Linked DNA regions of Ovis aries: region 2 is linked to region 1. A link is a contact called in public Hi-C data. All regions are on one chromosome and are shown on one strand. Each heading gives the region's core, a stretch centred on a gene start, on an enhancer-like site or on the middle of the called end of the contact. The rest is flanking DNA. Distances are from core to core; before and after follow the strand shown.

The links. Hi-C and Micro-C count contacts between places; a contact is called where the count stands out from the background.
Region 2: a contact with region 1 is called in a Hi-C map of hypothalamus, with 6 times the contacts expected there. The contact joins the enhancer-like site here to the promoter of PYROXD1 in region 1. A contact is called at or near these places in 2 of 16 Hi-C or Micro-C datasets (hypothalamus and tail adipose tissue).

What each region holds. Positions count from the first base shown.
Region 1 is chr3:194,333,145-194,339,620 of ARS-UI_Ramb_v3.0, forward strand. PYROXD1 (pyridine nucleotide-disulphide oxidoreductase domain 1) reads right to left here and starts at 1,284. Exons shown (of 12, transcript XM_060413328.1): 1 at 1-1,284.
Region 2 is chr3:194,738,882-194,745,722 of ARS-UI_Ramb_v3.0, forward strand. PDE3A (phosphodiesterase 3A) reads right to left here. Exons shown (of 16, transcript XM_004007550.6): 11 at 2,796-2,909; 12 at 2,463-2,662; 13 at 508-711. Among named protein-coding and RNA genes, the nearest start is that of SLCO1C1, 57 kb to the left of the region's middle. Within about 2 kb of position 2,975, at least 9 of the 54 cell types and tissues checked have an H3K27ac peak or open chromatin away from gene starts, as enhancers often do. A contact at or near this core is called in hypothalamus, where this site is marked.

The sequences.
Region 1 (6,476 bases), core at 34-2,533:
CTTACTAACTCCACAGGCACCCCTAAGGTAGTGAACACACTGATGAAATGATTTACTTATTTATTTACATTACTCACTAGGCTTTGAGTCTCCAAAAAGGAGGCACCATGTTCTGTTAGTACCAGTCTAATCAGTCCTTAGTACAGTATCTGGATTATAGGTGTTTACTTGATGAATAAATGAAATCTACACACATCCCTGGTGGCTCAGAGGTTAAAGCGTCTGCCGGCAATGCGGGAGACCTGGGTTCGATCCCTGGGTCGGGAAGGTTCTTCTGGAGAAGGAAATGGCAACCCACTCCAGTATTCTTGCCTGGAGAATCCCACGGACAGAGGAGCCTGGTGGGCTACAGTCCACAGGGTCGCAAAGAGTCATTCACGACTGAACGACTTCACTTTCACACACATCCAAAGGCTAAAAGTTAAGGAAAAAAACTTAATTTCTCATGACTTCAACGATTGCTTATATTTACTTTTTACCAACACAATAACCTAGACCCTTTTGGAATACATGTATTCATGTAAAATACATGTAAAAATTCCATACGTGTGTATGTTGTCTGATTGTGTACTATAAATCAAAAAAGCATCACCTCGCTTCACTTAAGCCCTTGTCGGCTGTTTTACAAGATATTACTGGAGATGACATCTCTTCTATCTTGGGAGTCCAAAGTATACAAAACTTACGTAAGGACTCTTTATAATCTGGTTACGATGCACTGAGGACGTGGACACCTATGAAGAAGCTGGATTCAATCACGTCATTAAGAAAGAAGGGGGAATTCTCTGGCCAAGTACTTCCTAGTCGTAACCCATCCCTCTTCTCCTCGCATCTGCTCTGGCATCACCAGGACCACAGCCAGGTTCAGTCGGCTTTGGGTTTCCCCTAATGACTTGCTCGCCATTCCTCGTCCCTGCACCGGAGCCGAAGCCTGCCGGGTACTAAGGACATCCTCTGAGAGCCAAGACAGAGTCTCTAATACCTAGGAAACGGAAGTGGTGGGTAGGGAAAAGGGAAACAGTGAAAGCAACCGGAAGAAACACTAGGGAAAGGGGGCAGGAGGGAGCCTCGAGCGCCAGCGCCTCCGGGGTCTCGGGGAGACGAAATTGCTTGCGCGCCCGCCTTACCTGCTCCGCACAGGTAACACCCGCGATGCCACCGCCGACCACCACGAACTTCCCCGCCGTCGGGGGCGAGCACGGACCCTCCATGCTCTTAGTGGTTTGAGAACTACAATGGGAAGCCGGAAATGTTTGCCCTCCCGGAAAGGGACCGGCTCAGGACGCCCACTTTCGGCGCATGCTCCTGAGAATTCGAGCTACGGGTGCCTAGGAACTCACACTTAGTCCCTCCGCGCTCTTAAGAAGCCGAGCTACGGATGCCTGGGAATTCACACTTAGCTTTTTCGCACTTTTTGAAAAGTCGAGCTACGGGTGCCCGGAGAGCTCATATTTAGTCTCTTCGCGTATCGGCTGTGGTTTCTTGCCCAAGCCAAAACGCAGCTCATCGATTGCAGGGCTTTGCCTTCCTGTCACCACAGCTGAATGTAGCATTTATGTGTAGATTTTATAAAGATAAAACAAAAACCACAGTAAAGTAGATGGGTTGTCAAGAGAACCCATCTCTTGACCTATTGTCTATAGACTAGTGTTCTTGCAGGTCAGAGGGTTCTTCGAATAAATGAACTGCTCTGAAGTTCTCACTGTTCCTTCCCCCCAGAAGTTAAGTATACCCTCAGTTCTTAAGTGGGCTTCCCTGGTGGCTCAGAGGTTAAAGCGTCTGCCTGCAATGCGGGAGACCTGGGTTTGATCCCTGGATCGGGAAGATCAGGGAAGATCCCCTGGAGAAGGAAATGGCAACCCACACCAGTATTCTTGCCTGGAGAATCCCATGGACGGAGGAGCTTGGTGGGCTACAATCCACCGGGTCACAAAGAGTCGGACACGACTGAGCGACTTCACTTTCACTTTTCAGTTCTTAAACTCTTCCTGGTAGAGGGAATACAGTGCTTCCCTACCCTTTCCCTAGCAAGCTAAGATTGTGTACTTTGGAATCACATTCTTCATACACACGTTGATCAAGACAAAAACAACACTACTGAATTGTTCTTTGAGAAACTGTCATTTCCATTTACAATTTTGACCTCAGAAAAGATTTCCTCTAGCATAGAAGGCAATGGCACCCCACTCCAGTACTCTTGCCTGAAAAATCCCATGGACAGAGGAACCTGGAAGGCTGCAGTCCAACGGGTCGCTGAGGGTCGGACACGACTGAGCAACTTCACTTTCACTTTTCACTTTCATGCATTGGAGAAGGAAATGGCAACCCACTCCAGTGTTCTTGCCTGGAGAACCCCAGGGACGGGGGAGCCTGGCGGGCTGCCGTCTATGGGGTCGCACAGAGTCGGACACGACTGAAGCGACTTAGCAGCAGCAGCAGAAAGCTTCTTTGGGCTTCCCAGATGGCGCTAGTGCTAGAGAATCTACCTGCCAATTCAGGAGACAAAAGAGACTGGGAAGATCCCCTGGAGGAGAACAGGGCAACCCACTCCAGTATTCTTGCCTGGAGAATCCTATGGAGAGAAGACTGGTGGGCTACAGTCCACTGGGTGGCAGACTAAAGCCACTTAGCATGCTTGCACATAGAGTTGGTCATCATGTTGGCAAAATAACATTCTTCCCAAGTTTTCAGTAAATAGTAAGTGTAAGTTCAGTTCAGTTCAGTTCAGTCACTCAGTTGTGTCTGATTCTTTGCAACCCCATGAACTGCAGCACGCCAGGCCTCCCTGTCCATCACCAGCTCCTGGAGTTCACTCAGATTCACGTCCATCAAGTCAGTGATGCCATCCAGCCATCTCATCCTCTGTCGTCCCCTTCTCCTCTTGCCCCCAATCCCTCCCAGCATCAGAGTCTTTTCCAATGAGTCAACTCTTCGCATGAGGTGGCCAAAGTACTGGAGTTTCAGCTTTAGCATCACTCCTTCCAAAAGAAATCCCAGGGCTGATCTCCTTCAGAATGGACTGGTTGGATCTCCTTGCAGTCCAAGGGACTCTCAAGAGTCTTCTCCAACACCACAGTTTAAAAGCATCAATTCTTCAGCGGTCAGCTTACTTCACAGTCCAACTCTCATATCCATACATGACCACAGGAAAAGCCATAGCCTTGACTAGACGGACCTTAGTCGGCAAAGTAATGTCTCTGCTTTTCAATATGCTGTCTAGGTTGGTCATAACTTTTCTTCCAAGGAGTAAGCGTCTTTTAATTTCATGGCTGCAGTCACCATCTGCAGTGATTTTGGAGCCCCCAAAAATAAAGTCTGACACTGTTTCCACTATTTCCCCATCTATTTCCCATGAAGTGATGGGACCAGATGCCATGATCTTAGTTTTCTGAATGTTGAGCTTTAAGCCAACTTTTTCACTCTCCTCTTTCACTTTCATCAAGAGGCTTTTAGTTCCTCTTCACTTTCTGCCATAAGGGTGGTGTCATCTGCATATCTGAGGTTATTGATATTTCTCCTGGCAATCTTGATTCCAGCTTGTGTTTCTTCCAGTCCAACGTTTCTCATGATGTAATCTGCATAGAAGTTAAATAAGCAGGGTGACAATATACAGCCTTGATGTACTCCTTTCCCTATTTGGAACCAGTCTGTTGTTCCATGTCCAGTTCTAACTGTTGCTTCTTGACCTGCATACAGATTTCTCAAGAGGCAGGTCAGATGGTCTGGTATTCCCATATCTTTCAGAATTTTCCACAGTTTCTTGTGATCCACACAGTCAAAGGCTTTGGCATAGTCAATAAAGCAGAAATAGATGTTTTTCTGGAACTCTCTTGCTTTTTTGATGATCCAGCGGATGTTGGCAATTTGATCTCTGGTTCCTCTGCTTTTTCTAAAACCAGCTTGAACATCAGGAAGTCCACGGTTCACGTATTGCTGAAGCGTGGCTTGGAGAATTTTGAGCATTACTTGACTAGTGTGTGAGATGAATGCAATTGTTTGGTAGTTTGAGCATTCTTTTGCATTGCTTTTCTTTGGGATTGGAATGAAAACTGACCTTTTCCAGTCCTGTGGCCACTGCTGAGTTTTCCAAATTTGCTGGCATATTGAGTGCAGCACTTTCACAGCACCATCTTTCAGGATTTGAAACAGCTCAACTGGAATTCCATCACCTCCACTAGCTTTGTTCGTAGTGATGCTTTCTAAGGCCCACTTGACTTCACATTCCAGGATGTCTGGCTCTAGATGAGTGATCACACCATCGTGATTATCCGGGTCGTGAAGATCTTTTTTGTACAGTTCTTCTGTGTATTCTTGCCACCTCTTCTTAATATCTTCTGCTTCTGTTAGGTCCATACCATTTCTGTCCTTTATTGAGCCAGTCTTTGCATGAAATGTTCCCTTGGTATCTCTAATTTTCTTGAAGAGATCTCTAGTCTTTCCCATTCTGTTGTTTTCCTCTATTTCTTTGCATTGATCGCTGAAGAAGGCTTTCTTATCTCTTCTTGCTATTCTTTGGAACTCTGCATTCAGATGCTTATATCTTTCCTTTCCTCCTTTGCTTTTTGCCTCTCTCCTTTTCACAGCTATTTATAAGGCCTCCCCAGAGAGCCATTTTGCTTTTTGCATTTCTTTTCCATGGGGATGGTCTTGATTCCTGTCTCCTGTACAATGTCACGAACCTCATTCCATAGTTCATCAGGCAGAGTTATCTGTCAGATCTAGGCCCTTAAATCTGTTTCTCACTTCCACTGTATAATCATAAGGGATTTGATTTAGGTCATACCTGAATGGTCTAGCGGTTTTCCCTACTTTCTTCAATTTAAGTCTGAATTTGGCAATAAGGAGTTCATGATCTGAGCCACAGTCAGATCCCGGTCTTATTTTTGCTGACTGTATAGAGCTTCTCCATCTTTGGCTGCAAAGAATATAATCAATCTGATTTCGGTGTTGACCATCTGGTGGTGTCCATGTGTAGAGTCTTCTCTTGTGTTGTTGGAAGAGGGTGTTTGCTATGACCAGTGCATTTTCTTGGCAAAACTCTATTAGTCTTTGCCCTGCTTCATTCCGCATTCCAAGGCCAAATTTGCCTGTTACTCCAGGTGTTTCTTGACTTCCTACTTTTGCATTCCAGTCCCCTATAATGCAAAGGACATCTTTTTGGGGTGTTTGTTCTACAAGGTCTTATAGGTCTTCATAGAACCGTTCAAGTTCAGCTTCTTCAGCATTACTGGTTGGGGCATAAAGGCTGAATTAAATATTCACAATGTGATTTTTAAAAACTACTTTTACTATATTCACATTATGATTCAATATTTACATTGTTATACTATTTACTATTACCTTTGCTGTCTCATATAATACTTCCCTTGGGGGTTGAATTAAATTATAATATTAAGAAGGAACTATGTCTCTAAACAGCTCACTCCAAAACTGGCATTTATCAATCCTCCTTTAATTCATTAAACTCTGGAAATAAACAACCTATATAAACAGGAAAACCTACTGTGTGTAGTTACAGATGTTTACTGGTATCTCTAATTATTGTGCTTTGATTTAATCAAATTGTAGGCAGTTAAGTGATTCTAAGTCCTATTACTAACTTAGACAGCCAAACAAAGCATTTCTAGAAGGAGGAAATTGTACTTTAAACCCTAATAGATCTGGTTTAGTTATAGATCTAGTCTGTAGTCATTGCTGATTGATGTAGGCATAAATGCTCTCTGTGTGTGGAATGGCTTAAATTAAGATATAGATAACTTTGGAACATGGATTCCTCAGAGAAGGCAGCAATATGTAGAGGTTGGAGAAGAGGTAACTGTTGAGAAAAATAGTTTAGAAATTAGGGAAGCTTAATGCCAAGAGGGGAGAAGGCAATGGCACCACACTCCAATATTCTTGCCTGGAGAATCCCAGAGACAGAGGAGCCTAGTGGGCTACCGTCTATGGGGTCACACAGAGTCAGACACAACTGAAGCGACTTAGCAGCAGCAATGCCAAGGGGTAGAAGAGGAGCAGAGAAGACAGTCAGTTCCTTTTTAACTCTCTTTGGGAAGCTTAGGAGTAAATGGCACACCAATTTGGTGGCTGTTTGGAGGAGTGAAAGAAATACCAGTTTGTTGCTAAATATTATGGTGTGTGCTTAAAGGTAGAAAAGAATAGAGGGCTGTGGAGTAGACAAGGACAGCTTCATAAAGTAGGTAGGATTTATACTGAACCTCAAGGAAACCACTAGAATTTGAACAAGTTAAAAGGAATGATCTGGCAACTTAAGTGGGAAATATCTGAAGTACAAAAAGTTTCAGGGCAGAAGTGAGCATGGTAAATAAAAGAGATGATAAAAAGGGGAAAAAAATAGCTGGGCACGTCAAGATTAATCTGAAAAACTGAAGGAAATAAAACATTCTTTATCTTACTACTACTTTATTAAATTTTCATAAAGGTCATTTCTAACTTTTAAAGCATATTAAACCTTTATA
Region 2 (6,841 bases), core at 1,725-4,224, 410 kb after region 1:
AAATAGCTCACCTAAAAAAATAATAACAAATGATGGATAATTATGGAATTGAAAATAAATGCTATTTAATACTAGCATGTGTTATAAATTACTGTTAAAATACTGTAGCTACAAATAATAAGAAAATTTCTTGAGTTACTTTTTGGGCATTTATTATATGTTTGATGTATTAAATTCTGCTTCAGGTTTTTGACCTTTACTACTATGAGGTATTAGTATTCCACAGAGATGAGAGCAAAAAAAAACTAAAACAAAATCATAATGATAGTTAGAATTCTATTATTCTTCTGCAGTACAAGGTATAATATATACTGACAGGACCTCAATATATTCAGTTTCCAGGTTGGGACCAATGCCTAAATAACTGCTTCTGGTTTAACACTGCATTGCATTTCATTTCCACATTTGACATCTATGAGGTGGCAGCAATGAGTTTTCTTTAACACCCTCATTCCATGACATCTTTCAATGTGGCCAGAAAATGAGCACTGATACAAATCTAGTTACCTTGGCATTAAATTTGGCAACAAAGTCAAAGTGTTTCTTCAGGTCAGTGGCCAGAATTGCTTCAATGACAAGGAAACGGAAATGCTTAAATTCCACATGGTCAAGGTTAACTAAGAAGTTATATTCTGGCCGGGACATGAAAAGGTTCCATGCAGCAGCCGCATGATGATTCTCCAAGACTGAGCGATCATTGTAGAGCACCGCCTAGGCAAAGACGAGAGTCAAGAGTTCAGCTTTTTAAATTAAAAACAAAAATAAATAAGAATATGCAAAGCATTTGGAATCACCTTTTATCATAGAACATAGAAGCGCAACTGTATGATAGCTGGTTGTTAAGAATTACTTATTACTGTACATTGACTGTTTACTTTTCTTGGTTATTTTTTCTTTTTTTGGTAAGATAAAGTTCATTTCCTTGAAATTTTATTTCAAATTCTTGTAAGTGAAGAGCGTAGACTTAGCTTATTTCAGATTACTCTTCTTTTTGCAAGGCATAGGAGTTTAACCATAAAAATATGAAAATATATTAATATCCCTAAGAGGTAACTCAGTTATCCCCCACATCTAAAATTAGAATGACTTCCTTTTAATTAAACACATGTAACTAATAAAGAGGGATGATATCCCTGAGAAGCCCCTAATTCAAACTATTCTTACCTCATAGTCATAGGAAATATCACCCTCTGTCTAGTAATTGAAAGTGTATAGTAAATATCTACTTGTTTGAATAATGCTGAGGGAAGCTGTGAAGCAAAAGAAAGTTGCCTAAAAAAATGTCTAAAGTCTAGTGTGGCAGATTGATGATGGAAGGGAAAAAAAGGTATAAGGACAAAAAGGAAAGACCAAGCACATGAAAATTAATATTGAGGTAAATGAAAATACATGGAAATGTAGGAAAACTGAATGGTAAAATGTGCTGGCCAAAGGATTTGGTTATATTTAGGGAAAATATATAGTGTATGGAGGAAACAGTGAAAGAAATGTAAGTAGTCAGAAAAAAATCAGGATATTTGTACTGTATACAGATGAAAGGAAAATTACTTAAAGGAAATTAATTTTAATTAACTAAAGGACTGGAGTTGGTGATAGACAGGGAGGCCTGGGGTGCTGTGATTCATGGGGTCACAAAGAGCTGGACATGACTGAGCGACTGAACTGAACTTAAAGGAAAGCTCTAGGCTAGTCTATAAGACAGAGTGTGGAAACAGATAAAAATAGATGAGAATAGAGTAAAAGGCAAAAAGCAAACATGACAAAAAAGAGTAATGGGTCAGATTAGTCTCTAGAGCCTCTAGAAAGAAAAATAAGATCATGGGATCTTTAGTAAAATGGGTCCATCCGTTTGATTAAATCAAAGTTTAATTATATAGATGGAGATTCCTAAATACAGTGATCGATATTTGACTGAAATTTAAGCATGTGCCCAGAGGAACTTCTTTAAAGTTACTGTTTTGAGAAAACTATGTTCAGGTAAAAGATTTACCTCAAATAAAATAAATCAATCTTTAATTCTTCCTAATCAACAAAAATGCCATAAAAATGATATGGTATAATATATCTCAAAGGAACTGGATTTACATCCAAAGAAGCCTCTAATTCTTAAAGAACTGAAAAAGATTTGGTTCTCCAATCTTTTTAGAAAGAAAAGTTTTGTACAGGTCAGATATTCTTTGTTGAGGAAATTCATTAACATGAATTCAGCAGTTTTTCTTCCTCAGAAGAAAACTGAGACGGGATCTCCATAGTTGATAAATGTAGACCCATCATTAATAACTTAGAACAAACCATCATATCTTTTCAAAATGAGCATGGTCTCTAAGAATTTTATCTCAGGTCTAAATATAGTTTCGTTCGTATTTGCTTGGTGCCTGCTATAAGTCAGATTTATAAAATTAATGTTCTTCAGAGAAATCTCAAAATTGAATTACTTTCCTGGTCAAAATCAAAAGGTTTACCTGAGGGGCGCTCGTTGCAACCAGAAAAGCGTTAGTCCTTCCTGGGTGATCATAGTCATGCATGGCTGCAGCCACGTACAAGGCCATCAACTCCAAGGCAGGGATATTTCCAGACAAACATCCGTATTTATCATCAGGCACATTATACATTTTTGAGAATACATATCCCATATGGCCATGTGTAAATCCACTGTCAGAATCTGAGAAGAGACAATGAAAATAACATAGCTTTGAAGAAAGTAGTAAACTGGTATCAGTTATGTTCACTTATTTAAAAAGCCACTCTTCCGTTCCCATAGTTTACAAGGGAAGCACAGAGAACTTAATATGTACCTGAATCGCTTGCTGATCCGTGATCATTAATCACAGTTGAGAGGCCTGGAATAGGTTGTGTCGTGAGATACCAAACAGCATGTAAGACGTCCGTGGCATGGATTCTGTTGTGGTCTGTAACCAATGCAAAGGAACAGGCATGCATCTGTGAACTCTGGGCTCCGAGGACTAAGAGTGCCACCTACTGGACAAACGGTTTAGTCCTCACATTTTAAATAACCTGGGTGAAAGTCAGCCAAACATTCTAGGACAAATACTCTGTGATTCCTCTTCCATTTCTCTATAATATTCATAGTAACAAGAAAAAAAAAACACAAAACTTACAACATTCATCACACATGCAGATGTCTTAAGTGAACAAAATCTGTGTCCAGCATCCACCTAACATAAATAAATTTCTCTAAATAACCCAACATATATAAACTCACTGTGTGAATCCACTGCAGTGTTTACTCTTGTCCTTAGGCCCATGCTCCTGTGTAAAACTACACAGAGGACCAGAACAAAAGACCCGTGATACACTTAACCTAGCTCAGGCCAATGGTCCCTACCACCCAGTGTTTCATTTCTGATAAATAGCACTCAAATAAAACCTGTGCATTGAAAACAGTGTTATTCTTCGGTATCAAACTTAAAACACTGTAAGAGAATGAGTAACATTTTTTTATATGTATTAATAGATAAAATCCACAAAGCAAAGCAAAACCAAAATCGATAATGTTCTCTGATCTAGAAATTCTGGTTTGGGAATAAAGTTCTAGGAAATATAGAAAGATAAAAAATTAAAACTTCCTTGTACAATAACATAAGGGGTTGAGCCATCCTGAAGTGTATAAATCTACAAGGCAACCAAATCCCCCAGTTAAAATGCCCCTATCATAGAAATAGGGTTCTATTTCTACACGTGTGGTCTAGCTTCTATGGAACCGTGATCAAAGGCCCACTGTGTTCCTGGCTCACCTTCTTTCTCAGTCCATTTTTTCCACGTTTTTCTCTTATCTGGCCCTTCAGAATACTTCACTGATTTGGTATGCTTCATTCTAAGTATGCTAACTTCATACATTTTATTTCTAATGACCAACCATGATATGATTTCCTTCTACAAGGTAAGAGACGACATCTCTGAATAGCACTCGACAGAAGAGGAGAAGCAAAAACAGAGGAGAACAAGCAGAATAATAATGAAACTTTGAGAGCAACACCTGTTCTCCGATCAGGGAAGAAAACAGAAATTAGGGCATCTGTGTTGTTGGCGGCAGACAGGAGCACGTGTGAAGATGGTGTGTGTTTTCCTACATTTCTAGCAACTTTAAGTGAAGACACATGGGTAAATCTTGGGTAAACACTCCAGAAACTCAGTGAAGGGTTGAGGGAGGTCTTGAGAGGATGTTTTCAGAAGAGCTTTGAGAAGCAGACCTCCTAAGTTCTGGAGTGGTAAACAGCAAACCTTATTCACTGTATCATTGCCAAATGATATTACCTAGTCTCCCAAGAACACTTTTATTCAAACTGGGGTCTCTATCTCCATGTGTGGACTATCCCAAATGATTTAAGACAATTACATTTTAAATCTATATTTGTGCCAGTGTACAAAGTTGATCATGCTAGATGTCCCAGGGTCTAGGACATACCTGATTTTATCTCTGCTCTGACATTTATTACCTGTATTACTGAGTCATTTAAAACATTGTCTCATTTCCTTATCTTAAAAACATGGAGACAATAATAGTGCCTATTTTATAGTACAATTTCGAGAATTACAGAAGGGGACCTATTTTAAAGTGGCTGCTGTATACTAAGCTTGTGAGTGATGTAAATATCATTCACCTAAAATACATGATGAGATGATTGGATGGCATTACCAACTTCATGGACATGAGTTTGAGCAAGCTCCGGGAGTTGGTGATAAACAGGGAGTCCTGGCGTGCTGTAGTCCATGGGGTCGCAGAGAGTCATATACGACTGAGTGACTATACGGAACTGAACTGAAAATACGTGATTGCTCTTACGACACAATAATGAGTTAGTGCAGATTACCAGTTTCCTTTCAAAAATCAATGCTGGATTTGTAAAAATAGATTTGAAGAGCTAAAATAAAAGCTAAGCTAAGCCATGGAGGAGGGAGAAGGCAGTGATGGCCCACCAGAAGAACATGCAACCTGGTCAGAGGGTTTCTGGGGCTATGTTGGAAAAGAGTTTCTGGGTTAAGTTCTTTACTCTTCCCTTGCGACAAGCTGGGAAAATTACTGTGTGACGTAACTACCATTACTACTACAAGTCAGAGAAACCTGTGCATGTGCCCAGCATTACAAGGTGGGTGGAGGCGGTATCAGGGTATTGACTGTGTCTCTTTGGGATGAAAAATAGACAACTAAGTCAGGTGAACTTGTAGCTCTTGAGTTATACTACTTCCTGACCTGTTCCCCATCCCAAGGTCCCAGTCCAGAAGGCTTTATAGCTTATCTCTGTGTGTGTGTGTGTGTGTGTGTGTGTGTGCTTACACTTAGTCATTCAGTTGTGTCCAATTCTTTGTGACCCTGTGGACTGTAGCCCACCAGGCTCCTTTTCCCATGGGATTCTCCAGGCAAGAATATTGGAGTGGGTTGCCAGGCCCTCCTCCAGGGGATCTTCCTGACCAGGGATTGAACCCATGTCTCTTAGGTCTCCTGCATTGGCAGGCAGGTTCTTACCCCTAGTGCCACCTGGGAAGCCCAAAATTTCACTTAACATACTATCTAAATAATTTAGTGCTGAAAATGTAAAAAAAAGAGAAAGCTTGTTAAACACATTTTTTGAGGTAAGTATAACCATTTTGGGGCTTCCCTGGTTGCTCAGATGGTACAGAATCTGCCTGCAATGCAGGAGACCCAGGTTTGATCCCTGGGTCAGGAAGATCCCCTGGAAAAGAAAATGACAACTCACTCCAGTATTCTGGCCTAGAGAATTCAGTGGACAGAAGAGCCTGGTGGGCTCCAGTCTATGGGGTCTCAAGAGTCAGACATGACTGAGTAACTAAAACCTAACTTAATTTATAATCATTTTAAGTAGATACACATATATGTATAACTGAATCACTTTGATGTACACCTGAAATTAACACAATATTGTTAATTGATTCTATTCCAACATAAAATAAAAGTTAAAAAGTTTTTTCGATATATGTTTTGCTTTTTAGAGGTTAACATAATCTTGATTTAAAAACTAGGTATGAGAGTATATGGGGGGAAAAAACCTTTCTTTTGCTTTTGAGTATAGGTTCACAAGTGCTAAACAATAGCTAACCAAACCTAACTCCTTTAATACAAATCACATATATTTATACAGATATAGTTATGCAGGTGTAACTCTAAAGGGATTACACTGTCACTATCACTTAAGCAGGATGGAAAATTTATCTGCCTTTAAGAAGTCGTTAAGATATTTATTAAACACATACTCATACCTTCTATGAAAAAATATTATGCCAAGTGCTGGTGGCACTGCTGCTCTTGCTATTAATTCTCTGGGGAGCACCTCAGGTGCAAAGGCACCTAAGTCAACATAGGGGATTGAGAAGTTTCTATAAGACAGACAAATATGCTCAAAGACTGCTCTTTTTCTGGCCTTGATAGGGAACTGACAGAGCTAAGGAATGAAATCAGAGCTATCCTTATTGTATCATTATTATTCTCATCCTCTTCCTTCATCTCTGCAATTTGGACAAATCTCTCAATAATTCTCTCACCCACCTGGCAAACAACCCCCGCCCCTGCCTCTTGGACAACACATAAACACATGTGTACATACTAATAACATCACCCGCCTTCCCCTTTCCCAGAACCTGCCTACCCCCTCTTCTGTCTTAATAGACCTGTTTTCTCTTTTAATCCTTTTCCTCAAGCACAGGGTTGCAATGAGCTGCTATGGAAGGCTGCAGATGCCTATAAAATTTATAGGTTTTTAGAACTCAATTTACAGATTTTCTATTTAAAGTTCTCTATGCTCCTATTCACCAATAAGTGAAGCAAAGTACTAAATAATAGAAATGAGACTTGAAACACTTTTCC